Regions from separate parts of the Pan troglodytes genome. Here regions 2 and 3 are each linked to region 1. A link is a contact called in public Hi-C data. All regions are on one chromosome and are shown on one strand. Each heading gives the region's core, a stretch centred on a gene start, on an enhancer-like site or on the middle of the called end of the contact. The rest is flanking DNA. Distances are from core to core; before and after follow the strand shown. Region 1 has its middle 15 kb from the start of HSPB1. Region 2 overlaps LOC134810458. Region 3 overlaps LOC107976168 (general transcription factor II-I repeat domain-containing protein 1).

What was found. A called contact is a pair of places that touch in the nucleus more often than the background predicts.
Region 2: a contact with region 1 is called in a Hi-C map of induced pluripotent stem cells, with 2.1 times the contacts expected there. The contact joins two enhancer-like sites. A contact is called at or near these places in 2 of 7 Hi-C or Micro-C datasets (both in induced pluripotent stem cells).
Region 3: a contact with region 1 is called in a Hi-C map of induced pluripotent stem cells, with 3 times the contacts expected there. The contact joins two enhancer-like sites. A contact is called at or near these places in 3 of 7 Hi-C or Micro-C datasets (induced pluripotent stem cells and stem cell-derived neural progenitor cells), 1 of 1 datasets of contacts at active chromatin or transcription factors (stem cell-derived excitatory neurons) and 1 of 1 other capture datasets (stem cell-derived neural stem cells).

The regions. Positions count from the first base shown.
Region 1 is chr6:85,169,581-85,174,704 of NHGRI_mPanTro3-v2.0_pri, forward strand. No RefSeq gene overlaps it. Among named protein-coding and RNA genes, the nearest start is that of HSPB1, 15 kb to the right of the region's middle. Within about 2 kb of position 2,526, at least 24 of the 24 cell types and tissues checked have an H3K27ac peak or open chromatin away from gene starts, as enhancers often do. A contact at or near this core is called in induced pluripotent stem cells and stem cell-derived neural stem cells, where this site is marked.
Region 2 is chr6:85,422,532-85,427,655 of NHGRI_mPanTro3-v2.0_pri, forward strand. The region is part of intron 15 of LOC134810458; the gene reads left to right. Among named protein-coding and RNA genes, the nearest start is that of STYXL1, 21 kb to the right of the region's middle. Within about 2 kb of position 2,505, at least 10 of the 24 cell types and tissues checked have an H3K27ac peak or open chromatin away from gene starts, as enhancers often do. A contact at or near this core is called in induced pluripotent stem cells, where this site is marked.
Region 3 is chr6:85,301,330-85,306,453 of NHGRI_mPanTro3-v2.0_pri, forward strand. The region is part of intron 5 of LOC107976168 (general transcription factor II-I repeat domain-containing protein 1); the gene reads right to left. Among named protein-coding and RNA genes, the nearest start is that of SRRM3, 16 kb to the left of the region's middle. Within about 2 kb of position 2,717, at least 7 of the 24 cell types and tissues checked have an H3K27ac peak or open chromatin away from gene starts, as enhancers often do. A contact at or near this core is called in induced pluripotent stem cells and stem cell-derived neural stem cells, where this site is marked.

The DNA of each region.
Region 1 (5,124 bases), core at 1,276-3,775:
GTCGCCCAGGCTGGAGTGCAGTGGCACGATCTCGGCTCACGGCAAGCTCCGCCTCCTGGGTTCACACCATTCTCCTGCCTCAGCCTCCCGAGTAGCTGGGACTACAGGCACCCACCACCACGCTCAGCTAGTTTTTTGTATTTTTAGTAGAGACGGGATTGCACCATGTTAGCCAGGATGGTCTCGATCTCCTGACCTTGTGATCCACCCACCTCGGCCTCCCAAAGTGCTGGGATTACAGGCGTGAGCCACTGCGCCCGGCTACTCTGTGCTCTTAAGCAACTACCAGCAGCAGAGCCTGTTACCTAAGCGGACAAGGCCAAAGCCACTGCTCTGAAAGGCCAGAGGGATTGGCCACTACCCATGGGGACCATCTTGTTTTCTGACTGGAGTCTTCTGGGCTCGGGGATTTGCCTCCTCAGTCCTCTCCTGCCTCCCCTGGATGGGAAAAGTACAGTATTAGGTGGTTTAATAAGCACTGGCTGTGACTCACATCCTCACTTGGCCCACTGGGTCCTGGTGGTCTGCAGCTGTTCTGCCCCTATGCCTGGGGGAGGTGGGGAGACAGCACAGCCCACCTTATTCACTAGAGTTAACTCAGGAACCAGAAGCATGCCTGAGACACTTCTTTCATACTGGATCTACGCTAGGGGAATCACAATCTTGATGTTAAATTAGTTCTTCCCACTGTGGTCGGCAAATTACCCTACCACTCATTGGCTTGTAGGAGCTGAGAAGATAAATGAAAGCTTTTTTTTTTTTTTTTTTTGAGACGGAGTCTCGCACTATTGCCCGGGGTTGGAGTGCAATGGCGTGATACCAGCTCACTGCAACCTCTGCCTCCCGGGTTCACGTTGATTCTCCTGCCTCAGCCTCCCGGGTTCACGTTGATTCTCCTGCCTCAGCCTCCTGAGTAGCTGGGATTACAGGCATCCACCACCATGCCTGGCTAATTTTTTTGTATTTTTAGTAGAAACAGGGTTTCACTATGTTGGCCAGGCTGGTCTTGAACTCCTGACCTCGTGATCCGCCCGCCTTGGCCTCCCAAAGTGCTGGGATTACCAGGCATAAGCCACCGTGCCTGGCCACAAGAAAGCCTCTTTTTACTCACTTAACCTGAAGCCAGATTTTAGAGATGAGGTTTCATTGGTTGTCAGTTTTTTTGTTTTGTTTTGAGACAGGATCTCGCTCTGTTGACCAGGCTGGAGTGCAGTGGTGCAGTCATAGCTCACTGCAGCCTCCACCTCCTGGACTCAAAGCAATCCTGATTCAGCGTCCCAAGTAGCTGGGCTATCTGGCCTGGCTAATTTTTAAATTCTTTTTGTAGAGACTGGGTTTTACTATACTATGTTGCCCAGGCTGGTCTTGAACGCCTGGGCTTAAGCGATCCTCCTGCCTCGGTCTCCCAAAGTGTTGGGATTACAGGTGTGAGCCACCATGCCCAGCTGGGTTATGTTCTTTAAAGCCAGATAGCAAACTCACTTTTTATTCCATTAGGTTTATCAAAGCAGACTGCCTTCCAAGAGACGATATTTTTTAGTGTTAAGTTGACAAGGGGTTTTGCCTGCTAAGTTTGCCGAGTAAATCCTCGGACAAGGATTGTGGGTAGTGGGCAGACCAAGAGTGAGAAATATTCTCTTGCCCTAAATCAGGAGACTACATTAGAAACAGACAAGATAGACTCAGGAAATAAAGGCTAAAAGGTATAAAGGACAAAGCAGCTTGTAGCTGACTGCAAGCATTGTGGGGTGAGTCTTTTTTTCATGTAATCTCCCTAAATACCGTCCAAATCTCCAAGGTCAAACAGATGCCACCTCCCGCTGCTGGGGCGGGGCCACATTGAGTAATAATCATTGCTCCCCGTGGTATGTTAGCACTTCGATTTCTTTCGCCTAGTGGCGACAGAGCCAAAATGAAACTGAGTAAGTACAAAACAGCAAAATAGCATTGGCCGCATCCCTCAGGGCCTCACGCACGCACTAGCCACAGCTGGTCTGGCCGCCCTGCCCCATTCCTTGAGCTACAAAATGCTGCAGTGATGCTGGTTTGCAAAGCCCCAGAGCTAGATGGGGGGATTCAGCATCCCTCCTGGCCCAGGTCTGGGCCCCCTCCCTACCCCAACCTGGGGGCTCTTGCAGTAGGTCCCCTGCCGACCCCTCCCGGCTCTGAAGCTGGCTTTCCCGGGGATCGCCTCTTCCAGACCCCGGACTCCAACAGCGTCCTCGAGCCCAGCCACCCCCGCCTCCAACCCACCTGGGAGCTCCATCCTCGGCCCTATCTCTGAGCACCTCCACTCCCTAAACGCCCAGACCCCCGGCCAAGGAAGCCTTTTGCTGCCTGCCGTCTCCCCGAGGGGCCTCCTTTGCAATGGCGAGCCGTTCGTCCCTGGCCCCGGCGTGCACTGGCGCGCCTCTGTCCCCCGGGTTCCTCGACGTAAGACAGGTTTCTGGGACGGTGCAGAGGCCAGGGCGCCTGGACTACGCGGAAGCCCGGATGTGGGCCGGGCGGGACTGCGGCTGCGTATGTAGCCCCGCCCCGGGGGGCGGCCGCCTTCCCCTCGGGCATGGCAAGAGCCAATCACAGGCCAGCGTGTCCCCGCTCCGCCAATGGTCGGCCTGTTGCTAGGGCCTGGGTCCCTGCCCCGAAATTGGCCCGCTTAGCGGCCCCAGGGCTTCATTTGTTGCAGATCCCGCCCTCCAGCCACTGGGGAGCTTTATCTCCCAACTTCACCCGCTTCTCTCTCCTCCGTCTTCCGCCTCCACCTTTGTTACGTGCTTGGGAGGACGGAGCCTTGGGCTCGTGGTGGGCCCTTGGTCCCACGCCTGCCCTTCAGTTTCTCCATCTGAATAATGACGTGATCTCGTGTCCCGGCCCGTACTGGTTGGCTATCCTTTCTTACCTACACATCTCTGCTTCTGAAAACAGCCCTGGGAGGTCTGCGTTGTTCCCAGATTGCAGAAGAGGAAACTCCTGGCCCCCGATGCACACAACAGCTGGGCGGTTTCTGGTGGCGACCTGGGTCTGACGGGTTCCATCACTTTACACGCGGGAGCCATGGTGCAACAGTGAGGGAGGGGGCAGATCTGGTGTCCTGGCGACACTGAGGCCAGGTCCTGCCTCTCTTTGGTATCCCAGGCCCTCCACAGCTAGGTCCCAACCTGCCTGTCCAACCTCCGCTGCCCTCATACCCCAGGTGTTACAGCCCCATCAGCCTCCTGTGCGCCCTTCAAGGTCCTCTGCTCCAATACCCTTCCCTCCCACGGTCCTGATGATGATAACTGAATCGAACAGTGGCGGCCAGCCAGGGCCAGGGCCCTCCCCCATCATCAGTCCTGAAAGATGTCAGAAATGGAATAAAGACACCCAGTCTCTCCGCTTCCCATCTCCTGACATAGAGTTGTATAATCCCAGGCCGAGAGGGAGATGAGTTGCCCAAGTCACTATCAAGGCTGGATTTAGGAATTAAAAATCAGCTCCAGTGAGGTTGCTGACTGTTTAGAAAGGTGGGATTTCTGTCGCTCAGCAATGTCTATTTTCTTTTTCTTTCTTTTTTAGAGACAAGGTGTCACTCTGTTGCCCAGGCTGTACTGGAGTGCAGTGGTGCAATCATAGCTCACTGGAGCCTCCAAATCCTGGGCTCCGAGTAGCTGAGACTATAGGTGTGCACCACCATACCCAGCTGATTTCTAAATTTTTTTTGTAGAAACAGGGTCTCACTGTGGTGCCCAGACTGGTCTCGAGTACCTGACCTCAAGCCTCAGCCTCCCAAAGTGTTGGGATTACAGGTGAAAACCACTGTGCCCGACCCAATGTTTCATTTTCTGAATAAAGGGCTGTTGGGGGACAAAAGCTTAAGAGCTCAGGATTTGGATTCTCATCCCACCATGTCCTAATTAGGTGACATAACCTCTCAAGGTATTTAGCCTTTTAGAGGATCAGTTTCTACATCTGTAAAATGAGAATAATACAACCTACCTCAAAAATGTCTAGCAGTGACTGAGTGCTTACTATCGGCTCTCAGCAGCCTTCTAAAGACTTCACAGTGGCTGGGTGCAGAGGCTCAAGCCTGTAATCCCAGCACTTTGGGAGGCTGAGGCAGGAGGATTGCTGGAGACCAGGAGTTCCAGACCAGCCTGGGCAACATAGCGAGATCCTATCTCTACCAAAATTACAAAATTAGCCAGGCATATTGACAAATGCTTGTAGTCCCGGCTACTTGGGAGGCTGAGGTAGGAGGGTAGCTGGAGTCCAAGAATTCGAGGCTGTAGTGAGCTGTAATGGTGCCATGGCACTCCAGCCTGGGCAACTGAGCAAGATCCTGTCTCAAAAAAAAAAAAAAAAAAAAAAGTCAGGCGTGGTGTCTCATGCCTGTAATCCCAGCACTTTGGGAGGCCGAGACGGGTGGATCACCTGAGATCGGGAGTTAGAGACCACCCTGACCAACATAAAGAAACCCCATCTCTACTAAAAATACAACATTAGCCGGGTGTGGTGGCAGGTACCTGTAGTCCCAGCTACTCGGGAGGCTGAGGCAGGAGAATCGCTTGAACCCAGGAGGCAGAGGTTGCGGTGAGCCGAGATAGTGCCACTGCACTCCAGCCTGGGCAACAAGAATGAAACTCAGTTAAAAAAAAAAAAGAATACTTCTTAGGTATTAATTCATATAGTTGCATCATTTGCAGATGAGGAAACTGAGACTTAGCAACATGCCCAAGGTCCCACAGCTAAAAAGTAAGTGGCCAAGTGGGATTGAACCCAGGCAGTGTGACATGAGTTCCTGCAACCATAACTGCGATCCCGTGCTGCCGCTCAGTGGAGTGGGGTTGCTATGAGGATTTAATAAGCTAACAAGTGATTGGCAGCTAGCAGGTGCCTCCTAAAATGTGCCAGTTCTGATTAGGATCAGAGTGGAAACAGTGGTCAACCCCCCTGCAGCAGAGGGTGTGACAGGGTGGGGCAGGAGCCCGGGCGCAGGCCTTGGCTGCCAGACCCTTCCAAGGCAGAGAGAGTGGGCTGGGTCTTCCAGGAGGGAAATTCAGGGAGGCTTGAAGGCCCTTGGAAACTGAAGCCCAGGGCAGAGAAGAACCGGGCTAAAGGCGTGCTGGGTGTGGGGCTGGGGAGAGG
Region 2 (5,124 bases), core at 1,255-3,754, 250 kb after region 1:
AGTGTCCTGAAGTCAGCCTCGCCAGGCCCAGCTCCTGCCTGTCGCAGGCCCGTGGACTAGAGGCACAGCTTCTGCCTCCTCATAGTGGACCCCCGCCAGGCCCAGCTCTTGCCTCAGCATGGCCACCTCAGGCCAGGCTCATGTTCTGCCTGTGGGCAGGCTCCACGGGCCCGGCTCTCGCCTCTGGCCAGCCTCTCCAGGCCCAGAACTGTTTCCAGCCAGCCCCTCCAGGCCCAGCTCTCCTTGCCGGCTGCGCCTGCCGGCCCAGCTCCTGCCTCGCAACAGCCACGTTTGGCCCAGCTCCTGCCCAGCTCCTGGCAGCCTTTGTAGGCCCCAGGCTCCTCGAAGTGAGGCCTCCCAGGCCCTGCCTTCGGCTCCCCGGCGGCCTGAAGAGTCCCAGCCGCTGCCTGACAGCGGTCTCTCCGTGGGTGCCAGTAATCCCAGCTGCTCGGGAGGCTAAGGCAGGAGAATTTCTTGATCCCGTGAGGAGGAGTGTACAATGTTAAAAGTTTCCTTTTCAAAGTTTCCCTTCTTCATAAAGAATAAATCATAAGTTTTAGAAATAATTTCTTTTAAAAACTAGCTTCCTTGAGACCTCCTTGCTTTGCGCTAATAACTGTTAAGCCCTATACTGTGTAGCTGTTAGATAGAAAAGAGTAAGTACAGTCTATGTCCTTGTACTTTAAACAATATATTTGTGCTACACATGCTTACAGGCACATAGTACAGTCTATGTTCTTGTACTTAAACCAAGGTATGTTTGCTGGCTGTGCTCACAGGGATGTCTTAGCTTGCTGCGTTCCTTATTTTGGAATGTCCTTTTTTTTTTTTTTTTTTTTTTTGACAGTCTCTCACTCTGTTGCCCAAGCTGGGGTGCAGTGGCACAGTCTCAGCTCCCTGCAACCTCTGCCTCCCAGGTTCAAGCGATTCACCTGCCTCAGCCTCCCAAGTAGCTGGGACTACAGGCGTGTGCCACCATGCCCAGCTAATTTTTTGTATTTTTTTAGTAGAGACGCGGTTTCACTATGTTAGCCAGGATGGTCTTGATCTCCTGACCTCGTGATCCACCCACCTCAGCCTCCCAAACTGCTGGGATTACAGGTGTGAGCCACCGCGTCCGGCAGGAAATGTTATAACTTGTCTATGTCTTTTCATAAACAACTTCCTCTTTTTCTTTATTCTCCATTAGTTTTACCTATTTAGCAGTGTTTTAAGTTGTTAGCCAATCAGGTTCAGTTTAAATTGTAATTTCTAGCTCCAGTCAATGGAGACAACACACAGCAGCAAGGACAAGCTGCATAAAGGATAAAAATTGCTTCCCTCTTTTCTCCAGAAAGTAAAATTACCTTACTGAGAAAACTTCTTTGTCTAAATGCTGATTTTTCCTTGCAGTACTGGGGAAGAAGCATTTTGTTTCTGAATAAACATTTTACTCATAACACAGAGGTTGCAGTGAGCCGAGAGCTTGCCACTGCGCTCCAGCCTGGGCGACAAAGCGAGACTCCGTCTCAACAAAACAAAAAACAAAGACTGGTTCTTGGCTTCTCGTGGCAAAGGCCTTGGCCACATCATTTTGGTCCTTAACACCATACATGCAGCCACTGGTCTTTTTTTCCTCACAGAGGAGGACAGAAGTTCTGTGTGAGGAGGTGGCCAGAAGGATGGGAGGACGGATAATTGGAGCTTGGAAGTAGAGGTGTGGTGAGTTTCATCCACACTGACAACTTCCTGATGGAGTTCTGGGTGGCAGAAGTGGGGCTGGGAGATGCTGTTTCTCCTCCATGTCCCTATCATCCCCGCTCCTACTCACCGCCATCCCATCTCTGGTCTTTAGCATCCGAGTGGTCCCTGCCTTCACGTCACTCCTAGTTCGTGTGCACCTGCAGCTCAGGCATTGCTGGGAAGCTGACTAGAAAATGCAGAATCTGGGCCGGGTACGGTGGCTCACGCCTGTAATCCCAGCACATTGGGAGGGCAAGGCGGGCAGATTACTTGAGGTTAGGAGTTTGAGACCAGCTTGACCAACATGGAGAAACCCCATCTACTAAAAATACAAAAATTATCTGGCTGTGGTAGTGGCGTGCATGTAGTCCCATCTACTCGGGAGGCTGAGGCAGAATTGCTTGAACCTGGGCCAGAGAGGTTGCAGTGAGCCGAGATCACACCACTGCACTCCAGCTTGGGCGACAGAGCAAGACTCCGTCTCAAAATAAAATAAAAATTTTAATTAAAAAAATCAGAATCTGGGCCCAGCAGCAGGCTCCAGGGACCCCCCCCGCCAACCCGCCCTTGGTGGAGTGTGAGCAGCCTTGGCCACCATGTCACCATCCTGCTCAGCTCCTGGGACGCCCTGTTCCTGCCATCCACAAGCTCTTCAGCCTGTCTGCTCCGGCAGCTGCCTATGACGCCCATCCCACCCTCCCTGCTGGTTGAAATCCTGCCCAGCCTGCAGAGCCAGAGCGTATGCCATCTCCTCCCCCTCCTTTTCCCTCCTCCTAGAGATCTTGATAGGGGAAGTCCTCCTTGATGCTCTGCCAAGACATGAAGTAACCTTGCCCTCCTCTGGAGTCCCACGGTACTTCCTCTGCGTTTGTCTTGTGGATTCTCAGTACCTGACTCGTCTTTAGCCCTGGAAGGCAGGAGCTAGAGGGTGAATAGCCCAGGGACAGCCAGTATCTCCAGGCCCCTTCATCATCATCTGAAAGAATCTAGGATATTCTACATTCCAGGTCCTCCCTTTAGGATGCTAGAGCTGAATTTCTGAGATGGAACCAGAAATGGGCTTCTTTTTTTTTTTTTTTTTTTGGGACAGGTCTCTCTCTGTCTCCCAGGCTGGAGTGTAGTGGCACAGTCACAGCTCACAGCAACCTCAAGCTCCTGGGCTCAAGCAGTCCTCCCACCTTAGTGGGAGTATCCTGAGTGAACTCTCTGGGAGGTTCTTAAGGGGTAGCCCCTGGTTTATGGAGAGAGGTAGTGACCACCCTCAACCAAGACACAGCCTGACTTAGCTTGAGTCCCAGGTCCTGTCAGGGTTGTTGCAAGGATCCCATAAAATGGCAAATGCACCCCAAATACAGCCAGCATAGTGCTCTGCATATAGAACCACCAGGAGGAAACAATGCTAAAGTACCACGCTCAGAGTTCTGCTCTCTACAGCAGTGAAAAACGAAAACACCGAGTTATCCACCCTCAAGGTTATCCAGCTGTGAAAAGAATGGCAGGGCACAGTGGCTCATGCCTGTAATCCCAACACTTTGGGAGGCTGAGGTGGGAGGATTGATTGAGGCCAGGAGGACCAGCCTGGGCAACAGAGCAAGTCCTCCCACCCTGATCTCTTTTTTTTTTTTTGAGACAGAGTCTGGCTCTGTCGCCCAGGCTGGAGTGCAGTGGTACAATCTCGGCTCACTGCAAGCTTCGCCTCCCAGGTTCATGCCATTCTCCTGCCTCAGCCTCCCGAGGAGGTGGGACTATAGGCACCCGCCACCACGCCCGGCTAATTTTTTGTATTTTTAGTAGAGAAGGGGTTTCACCGTGTTAGCCAGGATGGTCTCGATCTCCTGACCTCGTGATCTGCCTGCCTCGGCCTCCCAAAGTGCTGGGATTACAGGCGTGAGCCACCGCGCCTGGCCACCCCCACCCTGGTCTCTACAAAAAATTATAAAATTAGCCGGGCATGGTGGCAGGCACCCATAGTCCCAGCTACTGGGGAGGCTGAGGTGGGAGGATCGCTTGAGCCCAGGGGTTGGAGGCTGCAGTGAGCCATGATCACACCACTGCACTCCAGCCTGTGCGACAGAGACCTTGTCTCTAAAGAAAAATTTAGAAAAGTGACAAGGGCAAATACACACAGTGAAAGAAGTGGGGGGCAGCTCATCTCCATAAATGGCCACCAGAGTCAGGTCTCCCGCAGCCACACCCTTGTGTGGTTCCTGCCCATGTCATTGGGGGCCTTGTAACTTACTCTAGAGAATGCAGCGCAAGCGAAGCTGGGCCAGTTCTCAGCCCAAGCCTTAGAGCCTGGCAACTTCTGCTTTTGCTTGTGGGAACTGAGTCATTCAACAAACATATGGACCTTGCTGTAGACGCGTTGCGAAGAATGAGAGGCCCAAGACCTCGGGGAAAAGGCCAGCTGTCCGGACATCTCCCAAACACCAGCCTCGCGTGCTCCAGTCCAGCCAAGCCTCCAGTGACTGCAGTGGGAGCTGTGGGCATGTAACCACCCAGCTGAGTCCTGTCAACCCCCAGCGTCGGGAGACAGGAACAGAAATAGCCTAAAAGCCACCAGAGTGGAGAGGGCTGGGATTGTTACAGTAGCAGATAACCTGCAGAGCAGGCTTCATTCTCTCAACCTATGAAATATGCAAGAGAGGACAAGTATTACCAGTAGTTCCTTTCCCACTTTATTTTTTAGCTGCTTTTTGGGTTTTATACAATGAACATGTATTAATTGTAGAAGAAAACGATGTCATCCTTTATGATAAAATCCATTTCCATTTTAGCTTTTTTAAAAAAACAAAAAGCTATTGTGGACAGATGAACATCCAAGTACTGGGCACACCTCCAGCCCTCCCTCTTCCACTGAAGGCCGTTGCCTGTTGCTAGAAAGTTCTTTCCCAGGTATGCAGCTTTCAGTTTCCACTTCAGAGGCCACAGTGTCTGGGGAACGGACTGCCCCCAATACTAAAGGGAGTCAAATCTCTTTAATTCCCCACTCCTCAATACAACAAGAAGTCCCTTCTTTAGGCCACTGATGGAAACCTGGAACCCCCTTTTGATGGCAGCATGGCGTCCTAGGCCTTGACACAGCGGCTGGGGTTTGGGCTGTCCCAAACCGCACACCCCAACCCTGGTCTACCCACAGTTCTGGCTATGGGCTGTCTCTGCCACTGAACATCAGGGTTCGGTCAGAAGATGAAATCCCAAGGGGGACAGAGGTCAGTAGAGGAAGCTCAATGAGAAAGGTGCTGTTTGCTCAGCCAGAAAACGGCTGCCTGGCATTCACCGCTGAACTATGACCCCGTGGGGGTGAACTACCCCCAGGAGGAATCAGGCCTGGGCGATGCAAGGGTGCCAACAGGAGGGGCGGGAGGAGCATGTACGGGTAAACTGAATACTGTGTCTAAT
Region 3 (5,124 bases), core at 1,467-3,966, 130 kb after region 1:
GTCCTAGCCCGAGGTCCCATCTCTTCCACAAGGCCTTTCCTGGTTGTCCAAGGGGCCCCAGACTCCAGAGAAGCCCAGGCAGCAGAAGTCTTTTTTTACTTTTTTTTTTTTTTAGAGACAGGGTCTCGCTCTGTCGCTTAGGCTGGAGTGCAGTGGTGCGATCATAGCTCACTGCAGCCTCAACCTCCTAGGCTCAAGCGATCCTCCTGCATCAGCCTCCCTGGTAGCTGGGACCACAAGTGTGCTAATTTTTATTTTATTTTATTTTGTTTTATTTTATTTTTTAGTAGAGACGGGGGTCTCACTATGTTGCCCAGGCTGGTCTTGGACTCCTGAGCTCAAGCAATCCTTCTGCCTCGGCCTCCCAGAGTGCTGGGATGACAGGCGTGAGGCACCTCACCTGGCTGTAATTCATGTTTTGTTTTTTTTTTGTTTTTGTTTTTTGTTTTGAGACAGAGTCTTCCTCTGTCACCCAGGCTGGAGTGCAGTGGTGCGATCTCAGCTCACTGTAACCTCTGCCTCCCGGGTTCAAGTGATCCTCCTGCCTTAGCCTCCCGAGTAGCTGGAATTGCAGGTGCCCATCACCACGCCTGGCCAATTTTTGTATTTTTAGTAGAGACGGGGTTTTACCACGTTGGCCAGTCTGGTCTCAAACTCCTGACCTCAAATGATCCACCCACCTCTGCCTCAAAGTGCTGGGATGACAGGCGTGAGCCACCGTGCCTGGCCTGTAATTCATATTTTATGTCCACATTCTCGCTCCACTCCTCCTGCAGGGCTATTTCCTTTATCCTTTTCTTTAAGTCTACTCATATTTGTACTAAGCTGTGTTCTAGGCAGTGCCGCCCAGGATGTGGTAGGCTCAATGCACTGGTTTCTAGCACTTCTGATACCCATATTCGCATATGTGAATTATTCATTATCCACAAAATGAACGTGTCTAAGTCATATTGGCACCCCTTGGAGATGCCTGGCTTGGCTCCCAGCACCAGGCCCTGCCCAGAGCTCCTGAGACAGTCTCACTCCCTCCCACAGCCAGGCTGATGACCACAGCCAGGTCAATGACCCCACTCCCTTACCCAGGAGAAGCACTTTGGGGTAGGGTCTGCTGGGGCTCAGAGGATTCAGGTGCCACCCACCCGTCAACGTGCTGTGTGACTGCAGGCTAGGTCTTCTACTCTGAGTCTGAGCTTGCTAATTTCCCCCACCCCACATCTATGCCCAGCAGGGCACAGGGTGCCCATCCCATAAAGACAGCAATAGCTGTCTTGGGCTCACTCCGGGACCATGCCTGGCTGGGGGCTGTAGTCGCCCAATGCGTTCTTCCTGCCCACTCCACAGACAAAACCAATTCCCTGGGACCACAGCATTACAATAAAGAAAGAGCGTAGGCCAGACGCGGTGGCCCACAGCTGTAATCCCAGCACTTCGGGAGGCCTAGGCGGGCGGATCGCCTGAGGTCAGGAGTTCAAGACCAGCCTGGCCAACATGGCGAAACCCCATTTCTACTAAAACAAAACAAAACAAAAATTAGCCAGGCATGGTGGTGGGTGCCTGTAATTCCAGCTACTCAGGAGGCTGAGGCAGAAGAATGGCTTGAACCCGGGAGGTGGAGGTTGCAGTGAGCCAAAATCGTGCCATTGTATTCCAGCCCAGGCAACAACAGTGAAACTCCATCTTAAAAAAAAAAGAAAGAGTGTAATTGACATGAGGCTGGCCACCCCACGTAGGAGATGGAATTACTACTCAAATCAATCTCCCCCAAAATTTGGAGGCCAGGGTTTTTTGAGGATAGTTTGGGGGGCCAGGAAGTGCACATCTGGGTGGGGACACATGGCCAGTTGGTGGGTCTGGATGAAGCAATCAGTCGTCAGAAATGCAAAAACCTGGCCAGGCGCAGTGGCTTATGCCTGTAATTCCAGTAGTTTGGGAGGCTGAGGCGGGCGAATTGCTTGAGCCCAGGAGTTTTTGACCAGCCTGGGCAACATAGCGAGACCCCACCTCTACAAAACTCAGCTGGGCATGGTGGCACATACCTGTGTTCCCAGCTACTCGGGAGGCTGAGGTGGGAGGATCACTTGAGCCCAGGAGGTCAAGGCTGCAGTGAGCCATAATTGTGCCACTGCACTGCAGCCCAGGCAACAGAATGAGACCCTGTCTTAAAAAAAAAATAAAAATAAAAAAGGCAAGATGGGGGTTGGTTAGATCAGATCTCCTTTACTGTCATAATTTTCTCACTGTGGTAATTTTTGCAAAGGCGGTTTCAGGGCAGCGCCTCTCTGCCTCTCCATGTGTAATGTGGGGTGAACAGCCTCCCTCAGAGGCCTCCTGGGACTCTGTGAGATGGCAGATGGAAGATTCCAGGCGACAAGATGCTCTGCGTGCAGACATTTCCAGGGTTTGCTCTAGGGTTTGCAGCAGGAGCTGGGAGGGTCCCACTGCGCCCCTCTTTCCTGAGCCAGACATTTTAGCCGAGCTCAGCCCAGCCTGGGGTATATCTGCCATCAGTCACCACTGTCAAAGCTTACCGTACCCAGCCCCCGACACATACACACCCATGCACATGTCACTGCCTTCCCCCAACACAGAATCAGGCCCCAGCCCGTGGTGGGAGCATTTTCAGTACCCGCAACCACGGCCCCAAACAGGCGACCTCCCTCCAGGGCTGCAGCGGAGTTAACCTAATTCCGGGCCTGCGGTCGGCCTGGCACACTGGCGCCGGCTCACAGCTCACAGCCGGCTGGGAGAATACAAACCAGAAGGAGCCCGGGGCGGGGAGGGATTGGGGAGCCAGCAGGACGCGGAGGTGTTATTTTTAGGCAGCAAGGTGGGGCTTGAGGTGGATCTGGTGGCTTAGGGAGGAGGGGGCTCCAAACAGTAATGGCAGGCTCCAGTCAGAGGGACAGGGTGGCATGCGTGTGGCTTCTCCTTAGAGGTACCAGGCCGGCCTGGGGCTTCCAGGAAGGTGGGGAGGGGTCCGAGAATCGGAAAGGGGATTACCATGGCTTCCTGCCAGAGCTGTCCCTGCTGGGCCTGGGAGAGACACAAAGCACACGCAGGGGTTTTTGGGACAAAGAGGCCAGCTAGGGGGAGTGAAATGGCTCTAAAGTGGGCAGAAGGTTGGGCATCGTGGCTCACACTTGAAATCCCAACACTTTGGGAGGCCAAGGCAGGAGGACTGCTTGAGCCTAGGAGTTTAAAACCAGCCTGGGGAACATAGCAAAGCCGTATCTTGACAAAAAAATAAAATGTTTAGCTGGGTATGGTGGCACATGCCTGCAATCCCAGCTGCTTGGGAGGCTGAGGTGGGAGGATTGCTTGAGCCTAGGAGGTCCAGGCTGCAGTGAGCTATGATTGCACCCCTGCACTCTAGCCTGGGAGGCAGAGCAAGACCTTATTTCAAAAATAAAATAAAATAAAATATAAAAATAGTGGGCAGGGCTGGGCGCAGTGGCTTACGCCTGTAATCCCAGCACTTTGGGAGGCCAAGATGGGCCGATCATGAGGTCAGGAGATCGAGACCATCCTGGCTAACACGATGAAACCCCGTCTCTACTAAAAATACAAAAAAATTAGCTGGGCATGGTGGCGGGCGCCTGTAGTCCCAGTTACTCGGGAGGCTGAGGCAGAAGAATGGCGTGAACCCGGGAGGTGGAGGTTGCAGTGAGCCGAGATCACACCACTGCACTCCAGCCTGGGCGACAGAGTGAGACTCCGTCTCAAAAAAAAGAAATAAAAAATAAAAATAAATAAAATAAAAATAGTGGGCAGCCCAGGCACAGTGGCTCATGCCTGTAATCCCAGCACTTTGGGAGGCCAAGGTGGGCGGATCACGAGGTCAGGGGTTCGAAACCAGCCTGACCAACATGGTGAAACCCTGTCTCTACTAAAAATAAAAAATTAGCTGGGCGTGGTGGCGCACGCCTGTAATCCCAGCTACTCAGGAGGCTGAGGCAGAAGAATTGCTTGAACCCGGGAGGCGGAGGTTGCAGTAAGTTGAGATCGCACGACTGCACTCCAGCCTGGGTGACAGAGTGAGAGTCTGTCTCAAAATAAATAAAAAATAAAATAAAATAAATACCAAGGTGTCCGTGGGCTGTGTTCCTTCTGGAGGCTGTCGCAGAGAGCTCTTTTCCTTCCCTTTTCCAGCTCCTAGAGGCTGGCTGCATCCCTCAGCTCATGGTTCCCTCCTCCATCTTCAGAGCTAGCACTGCAGCATCCTCAAATCTCTCTCTCTCTGTCTCTCTCTCTCTCTCTCTGGCCTGCATCCGGGGTCACATCTCCTTCTCTGATTCTGACCCTCCTGCCCACTTTTAGGAGAACCTTTATGATTACATTGGGCCCACTGGGATTTGTAGGAGAACCTTCCCATCTCAAAATCCTTAAATGGCCACGCATGGTGGCTCATGCCTGTGATCCCAGCACTTTGGGATGCCGAAGCAGGAGGATCGCTTGAGCCTAGGAGTTCAAGACCAGCCTGAGTAACATAGTGAGACCCTGTCTCTACAAGACATTTTTTTAAAAATTAGCCAGGTGTGGTGGTGTGTGGCTGTAGTCCCAGCTACTTGGGAGGCTGAGGTGAGAGGACCACTTGAGGCCAAGAGTTCGAGGCTGCAGTGAGCTATGATTGTACCACTGCACTCCAGCCTGGTCAACAGATTGAGACCCTGTCTCTAGAAAACAAACAAACAGACAAACAAAAACCAGGGTAATCATAAGGGGTTGCTGCATTAAATGCCGAGACCCACACACAAGTCCGGGAGCCGTGTTAGAGTGAGGGGTTGACTTGATGACATGCTTTTTATTTTTAAATTTTTAAAAAATATTTATTTATTTATTGTTATTATTATTTGAGACAGAGTCTTGCTCTGTCGCCCAGGCTGGAGTGCAGTGTCATGATCTTGGCTCACTGCAACCTCCACTTCCTGGGTTTAAGCAATTCCCCTGTCTCAGCCACCCAAATAGCTGGGATTACAGGCGTGTGCCACCATGCCCGGCTTTTTTTTTTTTGAGATGGAGTCTTGCTCTGTCACTCAGGCTGGAGAGCAGCGGCACGATCTTGGCTCACTGCAACCTCCGCCTACCGGGTTCAAGTAATTCTCGTGTCTCAGCCTCCCGAGTAGC